Linked DNA regions of Salmo salar: region 1 is linked to region 2. The links are chromatin contacts, called in public Hi-C maps. All regions are on one chromosome and are shown on one strand. Each heading gives the region's core, a stretch centred on a gene start, on an enhancer-like site or on the middle of the called end of the contact. The rest is flanking DNA. Distances are from core to core; before and after follow the strand shown.

Region 1 (2,700 bases), core at 158-2,657, 130 kb after region 2:
CGATCCAGGCATGAGTTCTGTCAGGCAACTGCTATGTAGTCAGCCTGAAGAAGACCCCAATGACTTGTTCCTTCATAGCCCTTTTTAACTGGGTTCCTAAGGCCAACAATCCATCTACTGTGTAACCAATACAAATGACTTTACCAACAATTAATGTACAGTATGCCTCCTATACCACTTTTTGTTGAGTGATGATATCTTGAGTGATCCATCGACTGAACTGCAAATGATGATCTCAACAACTCTGACAACAGCCTATACTAGACAACTTTGGATACAAACATTTAAGGGTAGAGACTGAAAATGGAGGTGTGCCTCCAAGTAATAACATCTCCCTGATCAGTCTGTCCTCTCCTTTTTCTCCTTTTATAGCATATTATCACCCAGGACTTTGCCAGGAACCAGGATCCTCCTCAGTCCTCCACCACATTCCAGAGCGCCCAGCTGCCAGTATCTAGCTCGGGCCCCGGGGGCCGTGCCAAGGGCCACAGCCGCTACAGCCCAGAGAACCAGACCCAGGCCCCATCACACCACCAGAGACCCACGCCCAGCAGAGTGTCTCCTGAGAACGCCACTGACAAGCCCAGAGCCAGGTACAGTAACAACACCCACCAGTAGCCCAACACAACCTCTTGACCAAGCCAGCCTGTTTAGTAGGGTAAACCGTAGCTAAACGGTTTGCAATAAGTTCAGGTTGTACCTCCCATGCAAAACATTTTCTCCCTAATGAACATAACCCTGGTGGTGCACCTCTGTCCATTCCATCAAATTATCACTTTTCCCTCTCTTCCTCTGTCCCTTCCCCAGACCTGGTAAATCCCCTGATCGGGGTGGCAGGGGGGCCGTGGAGAGTTATGAGCCCATCTCCCCTCCCCAGAGCTACCAGGATAAACAACAGGAGGCCAGAGAGCAGCAGCAGCAGCAACAACCCCAGAGACGAGAGGCTGACCAGCCTGAGATGAGGTGTGTAGGACTGGCATATCTTCTTAAGTAGTGGGCGCTCTCGCATTTCTTTATGTTCACCTAACGCACACTTGTCAAACTCATTCTACAGAGGGCCGAGTGTCTGTGGGTTTTCGCTCCTTTCTTGTACTTGATTGATGAATTAAGGCCACTAATTAGTAAGGAACTCCCCTCACCTGGTTGTCTAGGGCTTAATTGAAAAGAAAAAGAAAAAACCGGCAGACACTAGGCCCTCCATGGAATGACACCCCTGACCTAATGCAACTTCCAATGATATCACTAGACATATATGTATGTTTCGGCCATTAAGTTGACAAACCAAAAAGCATGACAGCGATTTATTTTGTATGTCTACGTGCATTTGTGCGTGTGGATACTGGATACCTTCAGTGCCCATGGACAGAATGTGCCTTGTGGGCAGCTGTGACCTGTTTGGCATGCTAACAGAGTGGAAACTGGGGGGAGGTGCCAGTGGCACGCTAGCCTAATCATCCCTCTGCTGCCTGACTCTTAACCCCATGGTGGCCTTTCTCTGGTTACAGGGGCGACTCTCGCTCCCCTGGCAGTGTCAGCTACCTGCCCTCCTTCTTCACCAAGCTGGAGAACACCTCCCCTATGGTGAAATCCAAGAAGCAGGAGATATTTCGTAAGTTAAACTCCTCTGGTGTCGGGGATTCTGATGTAGGTAAGTTGCCTCTCTTCTTATCTTCCTTGTACTAACATCATTTAAGAAAGCATTCCAAGATAGAAAAAATATAACATTTGATGGAACTCAATTCGCACTGTATTTTATTAATTTAAAGGATATTTTCTGTGCATTGCACTCATTTCTCATTTAACAACGGGTAACATTGTAATAGGAAGACATACTGTAAAACGACTAACGATTAACTCTGTCTTTTAGCGTCATTTTAGTTTGCAGTCAGACATTTCGTTTGCTAACTGAGCTATGCTATTGTTTCTCCTTTCAGGAAATGCACAACCAGGCACAGAGATCTTCAACTTGCCCGCTGTGACCAGCTCAAGTGAGTATAAACATTTCTAACAGCATAGGATCATATTCTATCACCATATACTCATATTCAAACATACTAGAATCATTTAAACCAACCAAAAATGTTATGAAATAAATTGAAACAAACATTTTTTTGTATGTTTCTGTTTGAATACCCTAATGAACACAACCGTGGTGGCTGTTCCATGTCTTCCCCCTCGTCCTGTGTGTGTGTTTGGCCCGCCAGGCAGCGTGAACCCCAGGAACCACTCCTTCAGCGATCCGGCCAGTAACCTTGGCCTGGAGGACATCATCCGGAAGGCCCTGATGGGCAACCTGGAAGAAAGGCCAGAGGAGCACCAGGGAGGGCCTCAGCCCAGCTGTAACACCCCCAGCAATGAGGCCCGCCAGGAGGCCAACCCCTCGCCGAGCATGGGTCAGTGGCAAACAACCACACGCAGCAGACTGAAACCACTATACAGGAGTAAACATTTACGTATTTACATACACACACACACACACACACACACACACACTCCTTTTTAACCCTGTCTGTCTCTAAAGATCCATTGGAATAGAGTACTTTGTAGGGTGTCCAATCAAAAATATTTTGACCAATGGGTAAAATTATGTTAATTGTGTAGATACTCAGAAAACCAATGGTCTCTATCATAATCTGTTCAAAGGTTGAGTTTTTCTTACCCTTTGTAGGATGGCCAATATTAGGGTGACTAAAGCCCTAT
Region 2 (2,700 bases), core at 154-2,653:
AATACTATTTGGATCCAGGTGTGCATTCCACACCTTCCTGAGCTACTCTAGTCTGTCCATCAGACAACCTGATCACTCAACACACCAACTATCTATGGGGGGGTCACTCATGCTGATCACTTTCACAGTTTTCTTCGCCTCTCTCTCTCTCTCTCACACTCTTCTCCTCTCTCACTCCCTCTTTCATTCTCTCTTGCTTGCTCTCATTTCCTCTTTCATTCCCTCTCTCCTGCCTCTCTTTCCCTCTAGAGACATCAAACATTCAAGAGAGAGAGAGAGAGAGAGAGAGAGAGAGAGAGAGAGAGAGAGAGAGAGAGAGAGAGAGAGCGAGGCAGTGGAGCATGTTGAGAGTGATTCAGACACACTCGGGTCGGGGCAGTTCAGATGAAAACAAAGTCCTGAGGGCTTCATTAGGAAGGCTGGCTAAAGCAGTACAGTGCTCTCGCTCTCACACAGAGATTAACCATTTCTCTGCTAGTTACATGTTGATCTGACCAACAATAAGAATAGGAGGTTTGACTGTTGCAAAATGGATGCATAGGGCTAATAGAACGCATGATGACATTTGACGTACTTGGTTAAAAAAACAACACCTCAGCTCAACGTCAGGGAAGCAGATGAATGAGAGAAACGGGGGAGAAAGAAAAGGGTAGACACTGGACAGAGAGCAATGACCTGATGTCTTGTACATTTTGAGATGGGGTGGGTGGCGGAGGTGATGGGGTAGAGGGTGAATAGAGGTCGTCCCACCTCCCCCTTGGTTTATAACAATGGGTCAGGACAGTTGTGCCTGTGGAGGGACTGATGGATCAGGTCACAAATCAAACGCCTGCCAGGGCTATGGGGGTCAGGCATGAAGGGTGCTGTATTACGGGGGCGGTATTAGGGTTGAAGTAGTCTGCCCTCCACAATGTAGAAAAAGTAAAGCGTGACACAAAATGAGACATTTTCTCTGGTTGCAAAGGCGTGAGACGTTAAACAAGAATATTCGGCTTCCCAACTTCATCTCCGTTAACAAGACATGTAAACAACACCAAAACACATCAACTTTAAACCTCACATACCCTTCACAGCAAACAGCTATTGTTCATTTGTTGTCAAATTTAGCTTTGAAGTGCAACTGTAACTTACTGTTCTTCTTCCACAAGCCTGGTTGAAAAGAAAAGAAGATTCAGTTTTTACCCTGGCAACCGTAGCTAAGCAAAAGAGGACAAGGAGAGGAAAAAAATTGAAGAAAAATGTACAAAAGACAGATGATCTACCTGACCTTTCCTCAAAGCGGGATGCAGGCAGCAGTGAGCTTCGCTATGGCAACAGTGCCAAACGCCCTAGAGTAACCTCCCTGTTCCTAGCCCCCCTCCTGCAGCTTTGCATGTGGATGTCTAATTGCTTGCAGGCATCTGGATGCAGTGGTTGAACTTTGGCCCAGTAGACAAGAGGGGCAGTGCTATGCTGTAGGACAGACTGACAGACAGACAGCACTTTCCTTGTTTAGTCTGGTCACATGGGCCTGCCAGAGGCCTAGGATACTGCCAGGCAAGCTCAGGCTCCTGTCCCCACTGTCAGGTTTATAGGGCATGCTGGGAAAACGCTGAGACACACCGCTGGTTGGTTAACTCCTTCACGGCACACTTACATAAGACATTTTGTGTTTAATGTAAAAGAAAACACTGCAATATTTAATTGACTTCGGAACTGTGGGAAGTCTAGCATATTCTAAATTGACTGTTACACAATAGGCCCATGTGTTTTGTTACATTTGATCTTTTTACAGAGGGGTTGATAGGCTGTGATTTTACTTTCAATATGTCTACAATGTTTATTTGTACTCTTATAGGCCTACATGTATTTAAGCTTAAAATAGCTCTAGCAACAGTGTTCGGTCAGATAAGGGCTGCTATGCAAAAACATTCTCTCAATATACACACACATTATTTAGTATAAGCTCTATCATATCACTTTATCTCCCCCGTCCAAAATAGAGTGTGCCCTTAAGACGATGGAGTGTTTCAACCATCAACAGACTATTTTGGACTAATATTCTCCCCCATACGTGGTGACTGTGATTGCATTAACAGTTGTCCAGGACAGTGTGTTGAGTGGCTGACATGGGAACACAGTGAGAGGTTGGCACCACTCAACACAAGATTCTCTGTCAGTCCTCAGTGCGTGTATGTGTGTGTGTGTGCGTTTCTCTTAGTCCTCAGCTCTGCCCTGCCAGCAGCCAGTAAATCAGCCAGAGCTATTTTTACCACCAGATCGATGTATAATTAAACACAGTGGGGGAGGATGATGCTCCGACTCTACTCTGACATGACTCCTGCACTCTCTTAACTCTTACTGGATACCAAAACAACAAGTTGGCTAGGACACTTGAAAGTTTATATCCTACTGAACTATAAAGGTCAGGTTCATCCTCCTTAGGAAATACGGTATCTACTTGGTGGAGGGACGCCTCAAGGGCAAATGAGGCTGTGATGAGGCAGGCCACTGAAGTTAGTCACCTCTGCAGAAGTTAGAAGACTGAGTTGGGCTGTGTCTCAAAAGTGCACTACTTTTGACCAAGGCCCATAGGTATCTTGTCAAAAGTAGTGCACTTTATTGGGAATAGGGTACAATTTGGGATGCATGTATAGAGTCACTGCTGTAGTCAGTCAGAGGGAAGACTACAGTACAGTGTGCTCCAGGCCAATGAATAAT

The links. A called contact is a pair of places that touch in the nucleus more often than the background predicts.
Region 1: a contact with region 2 is called in a Hi-C map of muscle, with 7 times the contacts expected there. The contact joins two enhancer-like sites. A contact is called at or near these places in 2 of 3 Hi-C or Micro-C datasets (gill and muscle).

The regions. Positions count from the first base shown.
Region 1 is chrssa13:77,493,069-77,495,768 of Ssal_v3.1, forward strand. It overlaps LOC106567980 (nuclear receptor corepressor 1), which reads left to right. Exons shown (of 47, transcript XM_014137920.2): 41 at 373-593; 42 at 808-963; 43 at 1,506-1,648; 44 at 1,935-1,988; 45 at 2,205-2,393. Among protein-coding and RNA genes, the nearest start is that of zswim7, 14 kb to the right of the region's middle. Within about 2 kb of position 1,408, at least 1 of the 13 cell types and tissues checked has an H3K27ac peak or open chromatin away from gene starts, as enhancers often do. A contact at or near this core is called in muscle, where this site is marked.
Region 2 is chrssa13:77,367,013-77,369,712 of Ssal_v3.1, forward strand. The region is part of intron 3 of pigl (phosphatidylinositol glycan anchor biosynthesis, class L); the gene reads right to left. Among protein-coding and RNA genes, the nearest start is that of LOC106567980, 10 kb to the right of the region's middle. Within about 2 kb of position 1,404, at least 4 of the 13 cell types and tissues checked have an H3K27ac peak or open chromatin away from gene starts, as enhancers often do. A contact at or near this core is called in muscle, where this site is marked.